4 separate regions of the Mus musculus genome follow, and all the other regions are linked to region 2. The links are chromatin contacts, called in public HiChIP or PLAC-seq and promoter capture Hi-C maps. All regions are on one chromosome and are shown on one strand. Each heading gives the region's core, a stretch centred on a gene start, on an enhancer-like site or on the middle of the called end of the contact. The rest is flanking DNA. Distances are from core to core; before and after follow the strand shown. Region 1 holds the start of Fam162a (family with sequence similarity 162, member A). Region 2 holds the start of Sema5b (sema domain, seven thrombospondin repeats (type 1 and type 1-like), transmembrane domain (TM) and short cytoplasmic domain, (semaphorin) 5B). Region 3 holds the start of Hacd2 (3-hydroxyacyl-CoA dehydratase 2). Region 4 holds the start of Ropn1 (ropporin, rhophilin associated protein 1).

Evidence for each region. Promoter capture Hi-C pulls out the DNA fragments that hold promoters and counts their contacts. HiChIP or PLAC-seq counts read pairs in DNA pulled down with a chosen protein or histone mark.
Region 1: a contact with region 2 is called in an H3K4me3 HiChIP or PLAC-seq map of embryonic stem cells, with 6 times the contacts expected there. The contact joins the promoter of Fam162a here to the promoter of Sema5b in region 2. A contact is called at or near these places in 1 of 39 promoter capture datasets (cranial neural crest), 1 of 484 Hi-C or Micro-C datasets (embryonic stem cells) and 1 of 115 datasets of contacts at active chromatin or transcription factors (embryonic stem cells).
Region 3: an H3K4me3 HiChIP or PLAC-seq map of embryonic stem cells shows a contact between it and region 2, with 11 read pairs. The contact joins the promoter of Hacd2 here to the promoter of Sema5b in region 2. A contact is called at or near these places in 6 of 39 promoter capture datasets (cranial neural crest, embryonic stem cells, hippocampal neurons and 1 more), 2 of 484 Hi-C or Micro-C datasets (both in embryonic stem cells), 3 of 115 datasets of contacts at active chromatin or transcription factors (all in embryonic stem cells) and 1 of 9 other capture datasets (embryonic stem cells).
Region 4: a contact with region 2 is called in a promoter capture Hi-C map of embryonic stem cells, with 5 times the contacts expected there. The contact joins the promoter of Ropn1 here to the promoter of Sema5b in region 2. A contact is called at or near these places in 1 of 39 promoter capture datasets (embryonic stem cells) and 1 of 115 datasets of contacts at active chromatin or transcription factors (embryonic stem cells).

What each region holds. Positions count from the first base shown.
Region 1 is chr16:36,069,639-36,072,894 of GRCm38.p6, forward strand. Fam162a (family with sequence similarity 162, member A) reads right to left here and starts at 1,923. Exons shown (of 5, transcript NM_027342.2): 1 at 1,832-1,923. The coding sequence starts at 1,865. It overlaps Ccdc58 (coiled-coil domain containing 58), which reads left to right and starts at 2,022. Exons shown (of 5, transcript NM_198645.2): 1 at 2,022-2,499. The coding sequence starts at 2,449.
Region 2 is chr16:35,539,308-35,542,715 of GRCm38.p6, forward strand. It overlaps Sema5b (sema domain, seven thrombospondin repeats (type 1 and type 1-like), transmembrane domain (TM) and short cytoplasmic domain, (semaphorin) 5B), which reads left to right and starts at 2,055. Exons shown (of 22, transcript NM_013661.2): 1 at 2,055-2,295.
Region 3 is chr16:35,020,461-35,023,990 of GRCm38.p6, forward strand. It overlaps Hacd2 (3-hydroxyacyl-CoA dehydratase 2), which reads left to right and starts at 1,961. Exons shown (of 7, transcript NM_023587.2): 1 at 1,961-2,175. The coding sequence starts at 2,021. LOC105246106 (a long non-coding RNA gene) reads right to left here and starts at 1,885. Exons shown (of 5, transcript XR_876048.3): 1 at 1,611-1,885; 2 at 1,382-1,478.
Region 4 is chr16:34,649,628-34,652,674 of GRCm38.p6, forward strand. It overlaps Ropn1 (ropporin, rhophilin associated protein 1), which reads left to right and starts at 1,584. Exons shown (of 6, transcript NM_030744.2): 1 at 1,584-1,648.

The DNA.
Region 1 (3,256 bases), core at 673-3,172, 530 kb after region 2:
AGTATTCTGAATAAGAAAACAATGCCTAGATTACATTTCTAATTGAGCTGCCACACACTTGGTCAATGTTATTTATCAAATCGCAGTTGGTTCTTGAAAGTCCATTTGTGTATGAAAGTGTATGTCCACCTCACAAACACATCTGCATTTCACCTTAAGGAGCCCCAGCTGCACCGGGGAGGGTATCTGTGAGACCAGCCTGGTCCACATAGTGAGGTCCATGGCAGCCGGAGCTACATAGTGAATGTCCCAAAAGAAAACAAAAAAGCTCCATCTGGCTATAAGATGGTTAACTTACACATGCGCATATTCCAGCAGCAGCATCAACAGCAGCAAGGAACTCGGATAACACAAACTCACTGCCCTCCTTTGGTGCTGACTTTTATCACCAGGTGGTGCTACACAAGTTATTTAGCCCTGTGATTTATGTTTATTTATAAAGACAGGAGGGAATAAGATTCAAGGGGGGCGCTGTAGAAATCAGATAATGTAAATCAGAAAGCGCTTTTATTAATAAAATAGGTAAAAGTAAAAGAAATCACTGGAAGGTGCTCACAACACACCAGACACTCACAGATCACCTGGCAGTCGTTGCCCATAACATCCTTGGTGTGCTATTAAAACATTCCCCATCGGAAGTAAAATTGTTGTTAAATTGTGCAAGGAAGTCTGTCTTGGTTAGAGGCCCAGCAGAGAAGTTCCAAAACATCAGAAATCTTCCAAGACACTTTAGCTTTCCATGACGTGTGCTACAGTCTAGAAAAGTAACTACTGCCAGTGTTTAAGTGACTTTCACATAACTCACAGGTTGCTGATTCTTTTGCTTGCTCTTTTGAAAACTTTGTAATACTTAATAAACATGCACATCGAGATTTTAGATGATTAGATCTTAACTGATACAAATCAAAACCAGTAAAAGAATGAGTGCTTTTTCTCTTTCTCCGTTTTCTTTCTAGAGCAGAGTGGGTGTGAGTTTTTAAGGGTGTAAGCAATGCTGACCCATTGAAAGGTCTTTCAGTCGGTAAAATCTAACCTCTTCACCGGCTACTCTTTACGCAACTATTCTCCATGTACTATTTTTTTTTTTTTGCATTGCTTCAATTACATTTACAATATACATTACTCCAATAACAAAACGTGGAGCTATTCTTTCTCTAAAAATTTAACAACTCTGTAGTAATTTGATGCCATGGAACAAAGGATAGATCATGAAAGTTCATAAAGATGATCAAAAGGTAAGCTACCCTCTAAAGACCCTCAAGATACAAGCTGCAAACTCTCTGATTTCTCAACTTGATAATTCAAGGCTCTCTAGATTTCCCCGAGGCGGGATACGTTCACGTTACCAGACTCCAAAACACTCAACCGCTCCAATGTTTACTGAGAAAACAGGCTATAGACCTTACGTTATTAGCATAACACTTTCCCCTAAGAGAGTCCCGGCACTTACCGCACTATTGTTTAAAAGTATGTACTACCACCCACAACTTAAGGCAACAATTACTCGTATTCTGTGAGATCTTTGAGTCCCTCACCTAAAGAGGGAGGGACAAGTAGGAAGGCACAAGTAGAATAACGGATAGGAGAAAGTCAGGGTGGAAAGCATTACTTCCGTGGATAACTCTTAATAGGAGCTCACAGGAGGATGGGGACCAGGTGGAGGCATCAAGGCACTAACTTAAGATGGGAGCTGCGTGAATGAGCGCCAGATACCAGGGTCTCGGCCAGCCCCCCGCGTCTGCTAAGGCGCTGCGGTCCTCACACGGTTGCAGTAAGCAGGACACCCCCACCGGCGATGCCCCCTCCTGCCGCCCGCAGACCCGCGTCTCACCAGCCGCCAGGCGCAGGCCGCCGAGGCTCCACATGGCCACCCGCTCCGCCGACGCACAGCACCCCACGGCGGCCGCGGCGCTGGCGCTCAATGTCACCAAGGGCCCGCGTGGGGAGGGCGCTGGCGGGGTGGGCGGGGCGTGCCGGCGTGACGCAGCGGGCGTGCGGGACGTGCGCGACGAGCGGAGGATGCGGCCAAACGCCCTGCCTGCCCGGGCATGATGAAGGCGGAGGAGGGAGGGCGATGTCTGCCAACTGCGAAGCGCTGAGTAGTGTTTTAGGACTGTGCAAGCGAGTCACACACGCGGAGGGACTCGGGACCAGGGCCCTATGGCGTCCGGGCTTCGGGAATGCCCGAAGGAAGCCTGCTTTCCACTTAGCTATGTTTTTAAAAACATCTAGTCATTCTCACCGCTTGCCCACCCTCACCTCCCCAAACGCCGTTAGTTTCTCGACGCTTCTTCGAGGGGCTCATCCCTCATTAGCAACCCGATGCTCTAGGCTTAGCGAGAGGAAAGGCAACCGCCCGGGCTCACGGTATTTGCTGTCAGGCAGCACCGCGGACACCTCTGCTCCACGGTGATTGGTCGGCTGCGGGGGTCCTCGTGTTCGTTCAATATGGCGGCGCCCAGTGGCAGTGTGAACTGTGAAGAGTTCGCCGAGTTCCAGGTGATGAGGTTTTCCACACGTGGCAAGCTTGTCCAGCCTTTTGTCCCCACGTCCCAGTCGGTGCTTTGGTCCGGGAAGGGAGGATAGACAAACTGTAGGAAAAGCAAGTTGCTCAGAGCTTTTTATAGGGGAGCCTTTGGAGGTCATGGGGGCTGGGGGTGGCCTTGGAAAGCGGAGGTGCTCAGCGTAGGAGGTGCCGGAGGCTCACCGGGTCATTCTGGAGCGGTCAGGCCGAGCTCTGAAGCTGTGGGTAGGGATAGTTAATAGTTCAGTAGTTCTCCGAACTTCATTCCCAGCTTCTACCAAAACTCCCCTACTTCTAAGTTGAGATTTTGTGGGAGAGAAAAAGTGAAAGAGACCTTGTGTACTTGATAAAGTATTTGGCATAGTGCCTTTTTATGTGTGTGGTGCGATACAATGAATATTTGGAAGCTTGGGGGAGGGTTAAGTCAAATACTTGGTCTGTGCTATCGCCTTCTTGATCCCGAGAGAAGGTGTAACACTTAAGTCAAATATGTGTCTTTTTTGGTACTAAAAATTTCAAAGGTTGAATAGTTAACCAAGAATTCAAGAATAACGATCCGGATGTTGATCAATTCACAATGATGGTTCTGCTATTAAATTAGAGTTGAAGCTAAACAAAAAAACAAAAAAACAAAAAAACATGACCTTTAAAAGTGTATTTTAAGTAGAGATAGTAAAATTTGTTAAACATGTCATTTCCCTATCTGTAGTAACCGTAATACTTTGAGTAGCT
Region 2 (3,408 bases), core at 805-3,304:
AGTGGTGGCCCGCAGAATCATCCAGAAGGCATTTGCCTATTTTCCCAGCCAGCCAAACAGCCTCCCCTCACTTCGTGCAGCTTATGGAACATTATGGTTTTGGTTTAATCAAACGGTGCTTCTAGGGCTTGGAGAGATGGCTCAGCAGTTCTCTTGCTGTTCTTGCAGAGGACCTCAGTATGATTCCCGGCATCCACACCAGGGGACTCACAACTGCAGATCCAGGGGATCCAATGTCTTCTTCTTGTCTCCACGGGCACCAGAACACACATGGCATACACTCACACAGACACACAAGCCAACATATAGAATGAAAAGAAATCTTTAAAAAAGATGTTTTATATTCCACATCTTTGTATCTTTGCCATGGTAAAAACAATCCTCTAGGGATTGGGAGTGTGGGGGAGGGTTGGGCCAGTGTGTATAGCATGGAAGAGGTCCAGAGATTCTAGAAACTGGCTTCTACTCTCCAGATCTCTTGGTCTGTGTAGCGCATACTGCTTCTTCAGAGCTGACCCCCGGCTTAGATGTGTCTGTGCTCAGACGACGCTTTCTCCCCATCCCCATCTTTGCATCTCTCTTTGGGTCCAGAATAGGTTTTATCTTTGTGAGTTCTTCTTTATGCAGCACATTACGAGCTTCAGCATTTTTCTGTTGCCCTAGAAAGACTATCTCTCTGAGGTCTGGTACTGTTTCCCTTTTCACAGCACCTCATAAAGGGCTTCCTTAGAGCACACCCTTTCTGTTCCACTACCCTGGAGGTACTGGAGGGAAGCATCCCGGGATTCCTACTGCCTGCATCCTGGGACTCCTACCGCCTCCATCACTATCTCCATCCTTCTGCATTTTTCCGAGGTTTCATTTTGTAACACGAAGTGCTTCACCTGGAATCGGTTCTAATTCTCCAAAGCATTCCAGAGAGACTCTTAGCGTTTTTATTCCCCTAAAGCATTATTTGGCGGTTTTCTCTGGTTTTCTCTTAGAAGCACACTTCTCTTGTTTTGATTGTTCAGGTCCTTTGTCTTTCCCACTTTTTCACTTCCTTAGCTCACCTTATTTTATAATTAAAGTACCTCTTCTGTTCAGCAGAGGGCTCCCTTTCCATCCGTGCTTGTAGCCCTAGCATCTAGGATTTGAAGCTTGCGCTCCTCGACTTTCTCTGTCGACACTAGATCACTTAACTTGGAAACAATCCCACCTAGCTTGGTGTGGCTGCGCTAAGGGTCCCTCTGCTGCGGACATTACTCCGTTCCTCTAGGATTGAACATTCTTTGGATACCCTCCCAGTGTTCCTGAAGCCATTTCACTCCCTGGATCCCCTGCTGGTTCTTCATACGAGGTTCGGTAGGGTGCACATCACTAACGTCAATTTACAGCCGAGGAAACTGAGACTTAGAGAGATTCACCCAAGATCTTGTAGCTTGTGAGGTTAACTAGCAACCGGTCAGCTCTGGCTTTTCGGTCCAGCCCAGCAGCTTAGCATCTCGCTGTTGCTGGAGTTGATTACAATCTCCCGGGTTTAGTACGCGGTCCTTTTCTCATTCATATTTCAAATCCACAGGCAGAAAAATGTTTCTACACAGCTAAAGGGGCTGGGGTATTGGGGACCCCAGGGTGTGTGTTGGGGGGAGAGCTTTCTCAGGCTCCAAGTTGGGGTCGGTTTGAGATGGGGATGGCAGAGAACGGTAAGGTAAAACCTAGCAAAAGATGGCAAAGGCTAGAGACCTAGGACAGAGGCAGCTTCTGTCCACCCATCCCCATAGCTCGCAAGCTAGGGGCCGGAGTTCTGCTAGGGGGCGAAATCGGGATGCAGGGCGCCCCCTCGCGCTCTCCCGCTCTCCTCCGGGCTGGCGGGTGAAGCGCCAGCAGTCGCAGGTCCTCTCCATCCCCCTCCTCCTTTTCTCCCCCGCTCCCCTCCTTCTCTCCTCTGGCTTCCAACTCCTCCCCCACGCCTCCCCCCCACCCCACCGCCTGCTCCCTCACTCTCCTCCTCCCGGCTCGCTCCGGCGCGCGGGGTCTGGAGCTAGTTGGAGCGCGGGGGTTGGTGCTGGAGCCCAGCTCCGCCGAGCCCCGCCGGTCGGCCGCGCATCCAGCGGCTGTTGGAGCAGCCGGAGCGCAGCCGGGCCCGACAGGAGTCGGAGACTGCGGCGGAGCGCTGAACCCGTAGTCCGGAGCCTTGCTGTTCGGCCGCCCCATTCCCAGACCGGCCACCAGCCCTCGGGTTCGTCGCTGTGGTCCGCACCGCCCTGAGCCCAGGGCCGCGGGGAGCCCGGCACCTGCGCGTGCTGCCGGGAGGTGAGTCCGGGAGCTTCCGGAGCTTTTTCCCTCGCCAGCTGGGGCTGTGAGTTGCAAACTTCAGCAACTAGGATAGGTAGAGGGGTGGGAGTCCGGGGGCGCTGGTAAGTTGGAGGCACGTTGGGGAGGCTTCAGGGGGCTGGAGCGCGGGTCCCGGGGCTGTCTGGGGCTACCTCGGCTGGGGCGCCACCGGAGCTGCTGCGTTCCTGACACCCGCTCGCTCTGGCTTCTGGCTCCACTGGGCTGCGATCAGCGCGTCTAGGCTGCAGCCGCGGCGGAGACCCAGATCGCGGGCCTGGAGTAGGGGGACTGACCAGGGAAAGGCTGGGGGAGCGAGGGGGCAAAGGAACGGAGACTGGGCCGAGACAGAGGTTCAGCAGAGGGCGGGCGGGGAAACCTGGCAGAGGAAGAGTGCGGGCGGCGAGGCGCGTGGGAACGCGTGGCCGGCCCAGAGTGTGAAATCTCCCGCGCAGGGACGTCCCCCATGCCGCCGCCACCAACCCGGCCCTCGCCTGATTCTTCCTAGACCCCTCCACCCCCTAGGCTACTCCAGCCTTAACTGGGCCCTTCGGAGCCCACAGTGTCCTCTAAGGCCCTGGATGGAGCAGCCCGGGGCCCCTTGCTCCTGCCTCAGCCAGTGAAGCGGGTGCGGCGGCGGGAACCTGGGACTAAAGGGGCGATTTCCTGATTTATTTTTCTCATGGTAATTTGTCTTTGTGATTGGGGCTGCCCATTCACTTTCCGCTCACGTCGTGCGGGAGATCCAGCGCGGAGGGAGGGATGGGGGGGGGGGTTGCGCTTGGGCACAAGGAGGGATGCGAACAGGAAAGGGGATCCGGGGACCCGAGCCGGCGGGAGCGGAGACAGAAGTAGCAGCAGGACCCGCGGAGAAAAAGCGAAGGTGAAGAGGATCGGCAGAACGATGTGGGCTCCGTTGCGGGCCTCAAACTTTAAAGAACCAGACGACCACCTGAAGCGCCGATCTCATCCCTTCTGGTTGCTTTACCGGGGCCCGGTTCTGAGTCGTCTCGCCCCGTTGCGCCAGACATGAGTAGGCGCTGAGTTTGGATCTGGAGCGGTGGCCTCGGGACCTTGCCCCCAGGCCTGCGATCC
Region 3 (3,530 bases), core at 711-3,210, 520 kb before region 2:
GAGAGTCAGTTAAATGAATGAGAGTTTTAAAGTGAATGATTGTTTTGAAAAATAGTTCACTCCTTTATGAGAGGTGCGGGGGTGGTTTGCATTTTTGGATTTTAGTTTTTGGGGTTTTTTTTTTGGCTTGGTTTTTATTTTATTTAAGATTTATTTATTGTAGGAGTGTTTCACCTGCATGTATGTATATGTACCATGTGTGTGCTTGGTGATTTTTGAGGTCAGATGATGGAGTAAGGGATGTTGAAAACTAAACCTGTACCTTCCTCCTTCACATGTTCTTTTAAAAGTCAGGGGAAAAGGCAGCAGGATGTCTTTACAGTCTTTGAGAGCAGGTAAGGATGAGAATTCAGCAATTTCTCTGCTCCTACCTCTCAGTTTCTGGGGGTGCATCATGACTTTCAATCCTAGCATCCTGAAGCTCTCAAATCTCTAGCCTGCAGGTCTTCCTGAACCTCAGAGTCTAAATCTAATTGTCTCTTCCACATTTCCACTTACATTTCTAAAAAGGATTTCAAGCTAAACATAAAAGTCCTGACTTCTGCCTTCAAACTTACTTCTTCTTCTTCTTTTTTTTATTTTTTGGTTTTTGGTTTGGGGAGACAGGGTTTCTCTGTGTAGCCCTGGCTGTCCTGGAACTCACTCTGTAGACCAGGCTGGCCTCGAACTCAGAAATCCGCCTGCCTCTGCCTCCCAAGTGCTGGGATTAAAGGCCTGAGCCACCACCGTCCAGCTCAAACTTACTTCTTTTTACAGCTTGTTCTCCCAAGCAATCTGAATGCTCCTTTTACCTTCCTTTAAAACCAAATGTTCTACCCAACACATTTCACTAACTCTAAAATATTCTGAGAATTCAATGTTCCTCACTTCAACTATTATCACACTGGCTTAAATCACTATCATTGTGACCTGGATCATTGTAATAATTTTCTGATACCACTTTTCACCAGCTAATTCATATCGATTCATTCCTGGATCCTTCTGTGTAATCTCTTGAAGACTGACGACGTTTGTTTCTTTCATTTATTTTGAAATATGTATATTTTCCAATACAACCTTGTATATGCTCCACAAGTACTTCTTGGAATCAATACATATTTTATTACATTACATAAATGCCAGTATATTTATGAACACTGATAGTAAGGTACTTTTTATGAAGAAAGTACTAAAAAAAGAAATGAGTGGGGTCAGCAGATTAAAGGAGCTTTCAGAAGTTATTTCTGATCTAACTCAGTAGAAGTATTTCCCTCCCACCTAGCCCATAACCTGTAGGTATAAACAACTCTTTACTGCCTTACAAGGTCCACCACTAACCACTGATTGACCTTAATCCTCTTTAATAAAAAGCAGGCCTACAAATGGAGAAAAACTGGCTAACCTTTAGAGACTGTTGGGAGTGTCCAAGAGAGCAGGTTTAAAAAAAAAAAAATCCAAAGACAGGGAAGAAATTGTTGAAGGCTATTTCCCCGAGTTGGCTACAATTAGAAGAGAAAGATAATATGTTACAAAAATGCTGGTTCCTTCTGCTCTCTGAACAGGACACACAGCTTAACTGACGTCAATCACCCTCTAGCTACTTGGGCAACTGTGTACAGGGGTAAAGATACCTGGTACCTGGTAGAGGCTAAAGTTACCGAGGACCAGGACATATCATTTGGATCCAGCAGGAAGAGATGGTCATAAGATAGCAAATGACCAGAGACAAATTATCCGTAAGAACAGGCCTGACAAGTGAGGCCCAGGTTCACATTAACCTGATCAAACCTGGCGCTGGATGCCCACACGGATTGTGCGCCGGAAGTTGGGAGGAAATTACCCCTATCCAAGATGGCGGCTACGGAGACGAGCGCCTGGAGCGTCTTTGCCCTCATCCAAGATGGCGGCCCCCGTGGGCGCTGTCCCGGCTCCGCCCCGTGCCGCGGCCCCGCCTCTCCCTCGTCCCTTCCTCCGCCCCCTCGTAGAGCCCAGTTGGGTCTGAGGTGCAGGCGCGAGGGGAGCGGGGTTGCGGGCGCTTGACATGGCGGCAGCGGCGGCGACTGCAGCGACCAAGGGGAATGGGGGCGGCAGTGGCCGAGTCGGGGCTGGCGACAGCAGCGGCGCGCGGAAGAAGAAGGGCCCCGGGCCTGTGGCCACGGCGTACCTGGTCATCTACAATGTGGTGATGACGGCGGGGTGAGGCTGGAGCTCCCTCCCCGGGGAGGCGGGGAGCGAGCTCTGTGACCGGCGGGGTCGGACCCGCAGCCCGGGGCGGCCGCGGGGCGAGCATGGGGCAGGCTGGCCGCAGAGCTGCCTGGTCAGGGCCGCGGCGGGGCGAGCGGGCGGGCGGGCGAGCGGGCGGGCCACAGGTGCGGCGCGGCGCGGCGCGGAGGCCAGCCCCGGGCGGCCGGTCAGCACTTCCCCAGCCCGGCGAGGAAGCCCGCCTGGCTGCGGAGATCATTCATTTAGGCGGCCGCTTTCAAAACCCAGGCGGGAGCGTTCGTCTGGGAGGCGGTAGGAACGTGGTCGAAGTTTTCCGCCAGCCGCCCGAGCCGGAGCGGTCCGAGACCGGGGCGGAGACTTTGGAGGGGGATTACTTAGATTTTCTTGGGGCAAGTTGAGATAGGGAGAGAATCGACTCTGGGGATGGTGTCTACCCCATTTCAAGTCTGTCTCTTCATAGCAGGGCTTTTAGTTCCAGTTCTCACACAACTCGCCCTGGGACTTTGAAGAAACCTGCTTCTTTCTCTGGGTCTCTAGTGGGTTTGGTTTTTTTTTTTTTTTGTTTGTTTTTGTTTTTTTGTTTCCCCCCCAGTTAGGTAGAGTTGGGCTAGGTGAATCCAGTTTCGCAATCCGGTGGTTTTGGTGAGCTGGATCACCATATAAATTTAAATTGTCAGGAAATTCCTAAGTCGTAAAACTTCTTAGGTGCAATTTCTCCTGCCTTCTGTTCTCCCTTCCCTTTTCTCTTTCTTTTCCCGTTTTTTTTTTTTTTTTTTTTTTTTTTCTTTTTTCTTTTTGACCAGAACTCATTATGTAGTCCTGGCTCGCCTGGAACTTGTGATTCTCCTGCCTCAATCTTGTGACTGTTGGAATCAGGGGCCTGTGCCACACCACTCTTGACTCCCTAGCAAGCATTCATCCGTTTGTTTACTGGTGCTGGCGATTGAACTTAGGGCCTCACACTTGCTTGTACTCTACTACTGTGCTAGCACTATGGCTTTTTTTTTTTTTTTGTAAGACTTTCAAGTATACAGAAAAAATTTAAAACTGTATTTTGAAAATCCATTCTTAATTATCTTTTACAGTAGGAAATACGTTGGCAGGGATCAAAACTTAAAATATACACAAAATGCATATATACGGTGAAACCCTGTTTCAAATCACTTTACTTGAATCAGCTAATTTTGTATGTTCCTCAGATGCTGGTATTAGCACAGGCCAATAATACACACTTGCACAAACGTTGTAAGCCTAAAGAAATTATGTTGCTTTTTAATGAAGAAATAGGCTTGGAGGGTGGTAGGCTGATTGTTAGTATTGCAGATAGG
Region 4 (3,047 bases), core at 334-2,833, 890 kb before region 2:
ACCTGCTATTTCTGCTCCTTGGTCCTTCTAAACCTAGGGCTTCACATCTGCCCAGGGCCCCAATGCCCATGCAAGCTTGATGGGCTCCCATCCACCACCACCCATCCCCAGGCCTTTAGCTTCCTCCCTCCCTCCAACTCTGGGTGCTGGGGAGTCTGTGACATCACATAGTGTCCTTGCTCCCTGGTGGGCAGGCAGTGGAGTTGCCCCGGCAAGGCACCTAGCTAACAAAGCCCCAGGTGGTGCTTGCTGCGGTTTGGGTCCCGCCCTAACAGGTCCACAGCTCTCCCCCCACCAAGGGTCCAGGCGTTGGAGCTCCTCCCTCATCTCCCGCCTGATACCAGGCACGTGGAGTCGCCTGAAGCCAGACAGCCCCTTTGGAGGGCAAACTGAGGTACCCCGGAGGGGAAGTGGAAGGGGGTGGTGAACAGCCCTGGCCATGCCATGGCTTCGCGGAACTCACTTAGATTCCCAACCATCCCTTGCCCACAGAACCTGGGAAGAGCCTGCAGAGATCTTTAAATGGGGGAGTATTGCTTTCTGGCCAAGTTGTGTGTGTGTGTGTTTTTCCCAGAACTACTATTTTATTGTCTTTTAATACTGTGCACTGTAGCTTGGAAGCAATGGGCTCTGGTGAGCCCCCTCTGTTTTTCCATTTGTAAAATGGGCGTAAGAGCACATTTGGAAGGACCATTGTGGGTACTAAGAGGTATGACTGACACATTATAAACTGGACTGCTTGTTCATTTTTACCAGTGTCTACTAAACTCTGAGTTCCAGGCTTTAGGCTAGCACTGGAATTCTATCATGAGCAAAATACTGACCAAGCCTCACCTGGGGTTTAGAGTGGGTAGAGAAGAAATACATTTAGTCAAAAGAATCGAAATAATGTCAACTTTGAACTAAGTGTCGCTGAAAGGGCGTGGTGGATGTGGCTTGGAGGTCAGGGGAGAGATAAGGTGAGCTCAGAGGAAAAAAAAATCAGACTGTAAAGTAGGAAGGACATCTCCCAAGCCAGCATAACTGCAGGTCCCAAGCCCTACCATGTTCTACTTCAAATCAGAGCAAAGATGTGCAGGGGCTTGGTCCTGAGTCCCGAGAGCTGTTCATAGAAACAACTCTGAGATGCTGGTGTGTGGAGCCTTTCATTTCCATGACTGAACCCTTAGACCACACCAATAAAACCAAATGAAATTCCAGAAATGAGCCCATGGGAGATACTTCATAAGCCTATATTCTTTAGCACTTAGCGAGTATGGGTTGGCTGGCTGTTCTCCACTGGAAGGTCTGAAGGTTTCACTTAGGCATTTATTGGATTGTAAGGACTGGAGGGATGGGCCCTGGAATGTATAATGGAAGAGAGCCTGTCCAAACCAAGAACTTGAAGAATGGAAAAGCACTTTACAGGATGTTGGGATAGTACAACAGTCCGAAGGAGTGGATGGTCTTCCCTACTTTAAAAAACTAATGTAAGTAGATGATGAGGTCACACCACTCAAAGGCTGAGAAGTTGAGCCAAAGAATCTAAGATTCCAAAGCTTTGTGATCCAAGAGTATATGGAACTCCTTCGAGTGAGTAAGAGACAGTAAGTAAGTGGAGGGGAATCTGGCCTGACCTTCTCCTCCTGTGTTGGACATTTCTGCAAAGGTAAAGCTGCTACCCACTTAGACTTCCAGGCTTTGAAAACTGCGTCACTCCTGACTCCCCTCACTGTCTTCCCCTACCTCCTACCAATGTCTGTATATCCACTTTCCTAAATATCTGTTTCCCAGTCCCTCCCTACTTTCTTGAGACATGAATCTCTCAAGTTGTGCCCAAGAAACTGCCAGGCTCTCCTCTGCAGGCTTCCTGCCTGAAGCCCCACTCTGCTCCTTTGCACTCCGCTCTCTTTAGTTCACTCCTGAAGCTATTGGCCAGTGTGTTTCAGTGTCCAATGAACAGAAACAGTACACGTAATTTTAACAAAGAAGGTTCAACATGAAACTTTTCTTTAAGAAAAATGAAGTACGAAGGGATCACAAATACAAAGAGAAGCCTTAAGCTGGACCACTCCAGGAAAAGAATGACCCCAGAACTTGTTGTACAGGGTTGTGGCCACAGTTAACTAGAGGGCAGAGATGCCACCTAGGCAGAACTGACTCTTCAGAGTACCAGAAAGTCTACTTACTAGGAGGTGACTCTGTAGCAGCTCCAGTGTTTCCCAAGAAGGTGCCAGGTGTGTTAGGTTTCCACCACTATACCAAAGTGCCTGAGGTACTTACATTATAGAGAGAAAATGCTTATTTTGGTGGTTCTGAGATCAAGTGGCCCCATTAAACTTGTCTTCTGGCAACAGGAACACATCATTTTAAAAAATAGAAAATTGGGGGCTGGAGAAATGGCTCAGTGGTTAAGAGCACTGACTGCTCTTCCAGAGGTCCTGAGTTCAATTCCCGGCAACCAAATGGTGGCTTAAAACCATCTATAATGGGATCTGATGCCCTCGTCTGGTGTGTCTGAAGACAGCAATTATATATATATATATATATACATATATATATATATATATATATATATATATATATATATATATATATAAATGTGTGTGTATGTATATATATATATGTATGTATGTATATATATATATATAATACATTTTTAAAAATGGAAAATTGTGGCAGGTCAAACCACTCATCCCCTGAGCCAGGAAGCAAAGAGAAAAGGAAGAATCAGAGACGCCGTGGTCTGCTGGGGGCTCCGTGGTCTGCTGGGGGCATGCTCCAGCTAACCGAGGAATCTCCCATTGCACTGCACCTCTTTAAAGTTCAGTTGCCTCTCAGGAACATCCATCCCCTGGGGACCAAGTCTTTAACACACAGACTCTGATAGTTACCAAACCATCGAACAAACAAAAAGGCTAGCTGTGGGCACCACAGACATTCACTGTAGCAGGAAGCCGTTCAAGAGACGACACGGAGCAGGAACCAGATGCTGGAGACGCTGTGCTACAGGGTCCAGAGCTGGGGACACTTAAGGTTTCTGGAGTCCAGGGAGGAGACCACATCTG